Regions from separate parts of the Anser cygnoides genome. Here region 2 is linked to region 1. The links are chromatin contacts, called in public Hi-C maps. All regions are on one chromosome and are shown on one strand. The core of a region is the stretch at or near the end of the contact, and the rest is flanking DNA. Distances in the headings are between cores, read along the strand shown.

Region 1 (4,630 bases), core at 1,257-3,756:
AAAATCTCTGGCACCACGGCTCTGCAGGAGGCGCTGAAGGAGAAGCAGCAGCACATCGAACAGCTGCTGGCAGAGCGTGACCTGGAGCGGGCTGAAGTTGCCAAAGCCACCAGCCACATCTGCGAGGTGGAGAAGGAGATTGCCATTATGAAGGCCCAACATGAGCAGGTAGGAGGTAGCACGGCTTCCTCGCTGGCACTCTTAGGGAGTTTCAGGTCGTGATAACATTAACCCTGTGCTGCAGCTACCTGATTTGGAAACTGGGCTCTGAATTTCTGCCTTTTTTGTGGGGTTTGCTTAACCCACCACACAGGAAGCTGAGGTTATTTCTCCATTCCTGCTAGTGGGACGTGCTCTCTCTGTCCCAAGGAGGGAGCAGACAAAGGGCTGGTGATATCTGTGTCTGGCGGATCAATACATCTGAATGCTGAGATGCAGGTGGAAAGCAAACTCACTCCCCTTGGCCACCCACTCTGGCCTTGGCTGTGACTGCATTGCAGTGTTTTTTGATGCTGTCAGACACTGCTGAGGACACCAGCTCAGTTCTTGCACGTCACTGCTTTCCTGCCAGAGGGGAATGCTTCGATCACATTAACGGAGTCATCAATCATAAGGAAAACAGGCTGATTGTGTAAGGATTTAAATAGATGGTATTTTATCCACTTGAGTGTTTAAAGAAAAGAGCTACAGGTTTATGCTATTCATCAACGTATGGCTCTTTAACCACTGCTCTTGCCCTGAATTCCTTGCTTGTGTTTATAAACCCAATGCAGCTACCAGGGAGTAGGGGTGACGCTGTATATCTTTCTGTGTTGGGCCATACCTGCCTGTCAGAAACGGAGCAAAAAAATGGCAAATCAACTGCAAGCTGAAATCTTCCTTGTGTAAAATATTTCCCAGTAATTAACAGTAACAAATGAATTCATGCAATTCTGAAATGACTCTTGCTTCATGACCAGGGCAGAACCAGATCTGGCAACCCTGGGCCAGGTTTTCAAAACTGTTCAGGCTTGAAGTGTTTAAATCTGATCAGAGCTGGATTATCCAAAGTGTTCGAGTCAGGCTGGTGCTGAAACACAGATCAGATTTACAGCTGGAGTAGATTCAGCAGTTTTTTTGATGCTTATACTGGGCTTTTTGGAAAATCCACCTTCTTAAAACAGCAGCTTCTGAAACATCATCAGAACCTTCTGTTCCCTTGTTCTGATCCTTTTTTTTAAACAACTCTGAACTTCAGACATGGTTAACTTTTGTGACTTGGGCTCTTTTACCACTGCAGTATGTCACAGAGGCAGAGGGAAACCTCCAGCGGGCACGAGCACTGGTGGATGGAATGCAAAAGGAGAAGATCGAACTGCTGAACCAACTGGAAGAAGAGAAGAGGTAAAACAGGAGTGAATGGGTGTGGGGGAGCTGAAATCATGGGGGAGATGAAGCTTGTACCCGAGAACATCAATGGTTGGATCTAAGGAGAAAAAAAAGTTACTAGGAGGGTCATCTTTGGATGTCTTCTCATATTTTAAATATGCTGTGCTCCTCTGTCTTGGCCACTGCAGTCTGCCTGCATGGAGGAAAAGGTGGTGCTGCTTTGAGTAACAAGTTCAGAACAAGGTTGCTGTAGTTGCATATCTGGAATGACTTATTTAGGGATGGGCGTCCAGTACAGTGACTTCTCCTATTTGTTGACAGCCTGCTGCTGATCACAAATGAACAAGGGAATATTTCTAGTTATTCTCATACGTTCCTGTCTTAAGGTTCTTAGAGGTCACTCGATGCTGTATTCTCCTGTTGGGGTTGCAGTGAGCTGATTTTTTGTGATGTGAGCAATATCAGGGTTTTTGAATGCGCTCTGCTGAACCTGGCCCCTGTTGCAAAGTAACTGAAAGGCAGGAGACAAACAGCCAGGACAGCTCATGCTTGGCACGGTGGCAGCTCTGCTTCTCTGCCAAAAGATGTTGCATGGTCGGACCCGCTTCCCTGCCAAATGCATGTAGCGCTTCAGACAAAAGACATTATCAGCTTCCATTCCTGATTATGACTCCAAGCTGCTGGCACTCGTGTGAGGACCCTGGTAAATATTTGACAGGCTGCTTGCATGTCCAAGGGCATTTGACAACGCCAGTGTTGCATTGACAATACAGTGTGGGCAACTGTTTTATAGACCACTGCCAGCTGAAGACCAAATAGCTGTGGTCTCCTGCTGGGCAGTGAAGTTACTGAGGGTTTCCAACCTTCTTCCCTGTTTTTTGGTTCCTGACACAGAGCAGGGAGAAGCAGCATTATTAGTCTGAAAGAATGGAGGGTTCTGGTGACACCAATAATTTTGGAATTTTGTACCGTAACCAGACTGAGCCATGTCACTGTGTAAACTGAAATTGCTCAGTAAAGAAGGGAATTCGGTATCAACAAGGAGCAAAGCCTTTTGCCTTCAGGTGTTCTGGGTTAACAATATAGTATAAAATAACAGTATTGAGTTATAAAGAGAACTCTGCAGGCTGGGCAATCCCAGGTCCCCATACTTTCTCCACAGTGTGGCTTTGCTAAAGACTGTTTCTTTCCCCATCTATTTGTTGATGTGCTGCTAATCTTGCAGACGTTCCTCCTGAGGAAGGCAAGTCATACTGCAGTATGGCCTTGCCATTGTGTGATTCGCTGCCTCCCCATGTCCCAGAGGCCCCATCTATGTATGTATGATGATGCATACATTTCCTTTTTGGATAAGAGTGAAGATCTGCTTGTCGTTTTTGGAGGCCAATTGCTCCATATATATAATTGAACTCTCCAGTGGGAATGGAAAAACATTTCTGTGTATTAAGTAACTGGGGAAAATAAACTGAAAATGGTGTGGGTTTCAATTGAACAACGCTCCCTGAAGATGAATTGTTGTTTCGTGCACAAGTCTCTGTGTTCCCTGGGTAGGCAGCTCACTTTCCCAGCTCTAGGAGGCCCTTTAACCCAAGACAGCTGAGCTATTTCCTAAATATCAACAGATGCCTCCTCTAATTAGAGGAGGTTTAGACAAGGAAGCTTGTTTATGAAGTTAGATATGTACACCCACAGCTATTTTTATCTGTAACTGAATCAGAGTCCTTACATCTGGCTACCAGTGCAACATCCTCATTATTGCCTTTTTTAATCAGTGAAGAGAACAAAGAAGGATGAGTTTAGCAGGAGATTGAATTACTTTGAACAGAAAATCCAATCAAGATACAGACTTTGCAAAAGACTCTGAGGCACTTTTGAGTTCGTGCGTGGGGTTTTATGCGTATTTATACGTGATTGACCTGTACAGCCTCTGAAGGTTTTTCTGCCAAGGTAGCTCACCATTTCCGTGTTGTGGCAACATGAAGCATTGCTCACCCTCTGCCAAGAAGGCAGAGGCTCTGATTGCCCTGGAGTATTTTGTATGGACCATTTGCGTTTGGCACAGGAATTGCCCGGTGCTCTGCTGCGAGATAACAGGGTCTAAGTAAAACAGTGAAAACTGTGGCTTTACTATTTTCAGGATCCCGGTGTCAATGAACAGCAGTTGTGCTTGCTGAGAAATAGTACAGCAGGACCAGCGTGTCTGGGAGCATGTACCTTACAAAAAGGCAAATGCTTGCTATGCATAGGCTTGCTTAACTGTCTTGCTCCTTGTATCTTGACGTTTAGCTTCTGCAGAGTTGTTGATATATAAAGCTTGCATCATTTTTTCTCAGCTTTTTATTGTGCAGGGAAGGCCCATGTGCAATCGCTGCCTGTAGGTGGGATGCTAATCTGGGTGTCACTGGTAACTTTGTCTCTCCCTTTCCCTTCCGCAGGAAAGTGGAGGACTTGCAGTTCCGCGTGGAGGAAGAATCCATAACGAAGGGGGATTTGGAGGTAAGCCCCCTCACCAAAACCTGAAGTTGCACATGTGGCCTTACGTTAGTAATTTCTGCCACCTTTTGTTCAACTCTGAACAATACAGTTCCTTTAGTGACCTGCTGCAAACACTGCGGTATAAATTGAAGATTGTTCTTTGGTATGTTGCCCAATCACTAGTAATGCCAGGAGATGCCTAGAATTAATCCCAGCCAGCCAGCCTGGCTATGAATGTTGCCATGAGTTGCCAAGCAGTGTTAAAAACTGATTATCCGAATGCATTTTAACGTATGTTTTTCCACTGTAGAAGTGATTTGACTGCTCAGTCACTGTCCCTGCTGTGTCCTGGTAGAGGTTAATGGGCACGTTCAGTCTCTCAGGTGAGAGATGCTATTCCATTCGAGCCCAATGCCATGTATTGTATGACCTGTAGTATCCTCCTGTGGAGTCCTCTGCCCATGGGGTTTGACACTAGAATACCCTTTGGTTTGGAAAGGCTGGTGGTCTGAGCAGTGCTGCTGCAATGAGTGTTGTACAAACTGGAAGTGGTGTTAGGAGCTTGTCCTGCCTGAGCATGAGACTTTTCAGTGCAAAGAAAGAAAAGGAAATATTTCTGTGAAGGCAAGGGTCTGCTCTAAGTGTGTAAATTGTGGGATTTCTCTTATCTTCAGCTAGAGTGCTAGGTTAGTAACAGCCAGAAAAATCAAAGGACATGCATCAGTCATATCAATAACAGGCCAGAAAATTGTGAAAACTAAGTAGTGGAGCATGTTGCTGTGGCTTT
Region 2 (4,630 bases), core at 1,245-3,744, 57 kb before region 1:
GAGAGAGTTGTGACTATTTGTGAGAAGCCACTTCTCAAAACAAAATCTATATCATATCACTTAAAGTAGGAGGGTAGCAAATGGCAAAAGGTTTGTCAGGCAAATGTGACAGCCCAGGCATGTCAGAGATTGGATACCAGCTTTCTATGTGTGATAGTTTAATTGAAAACCGTGGCCCTGCTCACCTGTGTAAAATTAACAAGTCCTCACATATTCATGTGCTGAGGCTTGATTGCCTTGTGTGCTTCTTGTCTGGGACTATCAGTGCAGGGTTGCTTGTCTGCATGCAGCCCCTGTGAATAAATAAACGGTTATCGGGAAATAGCAGTGCCACTCTGCCCAACGATGGGATCTCAACAGTTATTTTCAACCTGAAGCTTTGTTTGGGAAAAGCAGGGGCAGTGGAAGCTGAGTGGGGGAGCACTTGATGGAAAAGGCACAAATTTAAGCCTGTGCTATGGAGCAGCAAGAATGGGCCCTGCGGCCACACCGCAGCGGATGGTCCCGGCTGATCTTTCCCTCTGCCTCTGAAAATTCCCCTGAGAAAGTTTAGTCAGAAAGGCAGGCTTGCCAAAATGACTCAAGGAAGTGACTTAAGAGCTGGGAAACTTTTCTAGTTTCATCTCATTGAAGCCAATAAGCTCGATTCTCCTCTCAGTCTTACATCAGCGTTGCAAAGCCCATAGGTGTGAGGGAAGCCTAACCCCGGGGTGCAGGCCTGCTGCCTCGGGGAGCGCGCCATGCCTGGCGCCACAGCCTCTGGTGGTGGGATGCCCCAGGTCGCCACTGGGACACAAATATGGTAGTCATTATAATATATGGCTATTTGAACAAAGAAAGTATAGTGGTCATCATAATATATGGCTATTTGAATGAAGATCCCTTGGGATGACGGTGTTTTCAAGAAGTAACCAGGCCCTGGGCAGCCTGCTCTGGTGGTTGGCAACCCTGCCCAGAGCAGGGGGGTTGAAACTAGGTGATCTTTACAGTCCTTTTCAACCCAGGCCATTCTATGATTCTATAAGAAAAAAGTGCTTTTAAGATTCGAGCCTTCTGCTTCTGAAACGCAGAGGCGATGAGCAACGTGCCAGCTCTCAACGTCGCGTGTCGGAGCTGGGCACTGGTCCTGCAACAATACGAACCTGAGGGCAGGAAATGGCATCGAGACACGGGCTACTGGCAGGCAAAATGTAACCCCAAACTTGCTGACCTTCTTTGTCGTAACATAGACGTAGGACGGTAAATTAAATGTTTACATAGAGGTTTTAGCAACAAGAACAAATTATAGAAGATAGAGCAGAAAATGGTGCAGTTGATCACAAATGACAAGGTTTAATTGCTGAGCTGTATTAGATCTGAAATTCATCTGAAAACATTAAAGAGGATTTTTTTTTTCAAAACTGCTTTAAATTTACACTCCCCCGCCTTACAAAACGCCGGGCTGTGGGCAGCACTTCTCGTTGGTCTCTCTGGAGCTAGCAAAGGGTGGTCACCATCACCACTAGCATTGCAATAAGGGGAAACCCTCAGACCCGAGGATGTGAACTGGCAGAGCTGGCGAGTCGGGGTGAAGTCTGGTGAAGCTCCTTCTGTTGGAGTCCAGAGAAGGACTCAAGAGGCACCTTCTCTTGCAGCTCCTTTCTCCTGGTGACACGCTGTCTCCCTAGGCAACTACAGATTAGAGAGGAGACAAAACATCTTGCATCCAAAACCACAAAGCACTGACTTGGGTTTGGATGTAGGAAAATACCAGGGAAGCGGAGCGAACGAGCAGTTGAAGCAGAGGCGTCGCTGCCGGGTGCTCCAGGTCCTATTTTTGGTTGGGACCAGCCATTTCGCTTTGCTTTGGCTTCCCCTCTGCGAGATGGAAAATGAGGCTGCTCGTGGCTGGATTGTCTTGCTGACGCTGTCAGCTCTCATCATCAGGATGATGCTCTCTTGACTTCTGCTGCGGCTTCTCTGCTCTGCTGCCTGCACCTCCTTCACTTGCACTTCTATCATGTTTTCCTGGGCTCTTGCTGGGGATATAGGGCAGAGTCAGGGCACCAAATTACAAGACCATTTCCAGGCGGGACCCTACTCCTCTGCCACATGGTTTGTGGCCTTCCACCGCAGTGTCTGATGTGCAAAGTCTGGTGCTGCCCTTCGGGCGCTCCAAGGTGGCTGCAGAGCTTGTGATGTGCATTGCGTGGAGCCGTGGCCCTTGCACAAAGCACTTTCCTTCCCGTCCGAGTTAAAGATTCAAGGTCAGGCACAGGCACTAGATACGACCCAGCGCAGGGTGTTTCCACCTGATGTCAGCCCCGTTATGGCTCTGGGAGCGAGCAGGAGGCGGTGAAGGACGAGCGATGATGCTATTAGCTCAGCCCCCCCTTCCTGCCATTGAATGAATGAGTTTCCCCAGGCTGCAGGTGCTTTCACTTTGCAGCGTGAAAATCAGGGCTCTCTCATTTTTATTTTTTTTTCCCCCCCAGGAAGCACCTCCAGCCCTTCCTGCTCTCCCCGCATCCAGCCCATTTGCTAGGATGTACATTGGGGTGCGCTCAGCGCCCCTCCCTCCCGGAGCCCAGCCCCGCGGCCACGAGGGAAGGAGGGAGGGAGAGAGACAGCCTCCCTGCTGAGCCGGAGGTAGGCTCGGCCGCTATTATTCTTATCCTTCCCCTCCCATTTCTTTAGGAAAGGGCTGCAGGCAGCAAACCTTTTATTTTCCTTTTTTTTTTTTAAAAAAAAATATTTTTTTCCTTTTTTTTTTCAAATTTATTATTATTATTTTTATTTATTTTTTAATCATTATTATCGCTTATTTTTTCGGCTCGGAAGGGAGGTTTTCCCAGGCGGAGGGAGCCGAGCCCTCCGCCCGCTCCCCGCAGGGCGGCCTCCAGGAGGAGCCTCCCTCCCGCCCTCCCGCTCCGCTTCCGCCGCCTCCGCGGCCCGACAACCACAAAGATTTCGGCGGGGAGGGGAGGGGGGGGGGGGGGCGCGGCTCGGGGCCTTGCCGGGCCCTTCCGCGCGGGGATCGCTTCGGCTCCGCTCGGCTCGGTTCGGCCCCGCTCGGGAGGGGCTCGGCGGCTCCCGGCGGGGAGGGTAAGGGGGGCGCCGGGCGGGGGCTCGGCGGGGAAGGGGCGGCCGCGGCTCCCGCAACAAAGGCGGGGATGGACGGAGGGAGCCGAGGGTGGGTCGCGGCAGCTCGTCCTCGGGGTGGGGAGGGGAAGGCGCTGCCCTGCCTACGGGGTGGGTTTTGGGGGGGGGGGCTCCCCCCTCCTGGCTCTGCAGCCACCCTGAGGGGGGCACCCATCGTGGGGTGCGCGGTCACCTCACGGATGGGGGGCACCCAGGGGGGCTTCGGCGCTGGGTGGCAGCGCTGTAGGTGGGTGGGGGTGGTCCCGGGGGGGTGGGGGTGGTCCCGGGGGGGTGGGGGTGGTCTGTGGGGTGGGGGTCTGTGGGGTTTGGGTCACGGTGGACGTCTCGCTCCGTCTCTGCTGGGAGCAGCCGGACCCGCAGGGCCTGATGCCGGGGAGATGCAGGTAAAGGGGGGGGGGGTCGTCAGCAGTCAGCGCCGAGCGAGTTGGGGTTCGGCAAACGGGGAATTTTCTTTTGTCTCGGGGAAGCCTGGCTGCTTGCTGGGCTCCGTCCTCTCGCCGGCTTTTTGTTCTGAGCGATCCAGGTATCGACACGGTCTGCGCGCTAAAGGAACGGACGTGGTGGGTTTTTTTTTGTTTCTGTTGGTGGCGGAGATGTGCCCTTTAGCGGGGAAGGCCCAACCTGGGGGGCTGCCGGCATGCTTGTGGCTGAATGGCAGGATGGACCGGGCGGGTCCTGAGCCCCTCGCGTCTCCTGGTCCGGAGCAGCGAGCAGCCTGCCTGGGGAAGCATGCAGGGATGGAGCGGAGGCCGGTGGTGGTACCTCGGAGCAGCCAGGCAGCTGCAGCTGTGCTGGGAAGCGCTGCAGACAAAGCGCCGCGTCGGTGCTGCTCTGTTCGGTGTCAGTCCCGCAGGCCTGCCAGCCCCCGGGCTCAGAAACCCACCCTGCTGGGGCGGATGCTGAGTTTCGTCAGCCCAGCCGTGCGCTGGCTAGGAGGGTTTCCGTGGGGTGACTTGCGTTTCGAGAAGGATTGGTCAGTGCGTGGACAGAAATATGTTTGGGGTGCCTGTCTGGGTTTGTTGGCCTTAGTTCTTCTGCCTCCTAGACAGCGTTCCTGTGCCTTGTGGTGCTCCGAGAGAAAGCGCTTTAATCAGCAGCCCCGTCGGTCCCCCGGTCACTGCTGGGGTTGCGGTGCATGGCGCAGCTGCCTGCCTTGTTCCTGAACTTGGGTCGCTCCAAGAAATTACCTGCCTGCTGTTAGAGCCCGCCAGGAGTGGGAGGAGAGGGTCTGCCCCGAGCAGCTGTGCTCTCACGAAGAGGTGTCACTGCGTGCCAGAAATCACCGAGAGCACAGGAATTCAAAGTCATGGCTCTGAGACAAGCCACGAGTTAAAAGGTTAGCACCAGCCACTACAGGCGTGTCAGGGAGAAGTGGTGCTGGAACCAGTTTATCGTCCCAGGCGCGCTCGTGTGGGGGCCTGCCTTCAATTACGGGGAAAAACTGTGTGTTTAAGGGATGCTCTTGGGGTACGTATGGACTGGATTATCT

What was found. Hi-C and Micro-C count contacts between places; a contact is called where the count stands out from the background.
Region 2: a contact with region 1 is called in a Hi-C map of liver, with 1.9 times the contacts expected there. The contact joins the promoter of CLIP2 here to the enhancer-like site in region 1. A contact is called at or near these places in 4 of 7 Hi-C or Micro-C datasets (granulosa cells and liver).

The regions. Positions count from the first base shown.
Region 1 is chr18:4,441,142-4,445,771 of Taihu_goose_T2T_genome, reverse strand. It overlaps CLIP2 (CAP-Gly domain containing linker protein 2), which reads left to right. Exons shown (of 17, transcript XM_048068096.2): 6 at 1-168; 7 at 1,280-1,383; 8 at 3,804-3,864. Among named protein-coding and RNA genes, the nearest start is that of GTF2IRD1, 32 kb to the right of the region's middle. Within about 2 kb of position 2,506, at least 1 of the 3 cell types and tissues checked has open chromatin away from gene starts, as enhancers often do. A contact at or near this core is called in liver, where this site is marked.
Region 2 is chr18:4,497,949-4,502,578 of Taihu_goose_T2T_genome, reverse strand. CLIP2 (CAP-Gly domain containing linker protein 2) reads left to right here and starts at 2,494. Exons shown (of 17, transcript XM_048068096.2): 1 at 2,494-2,628.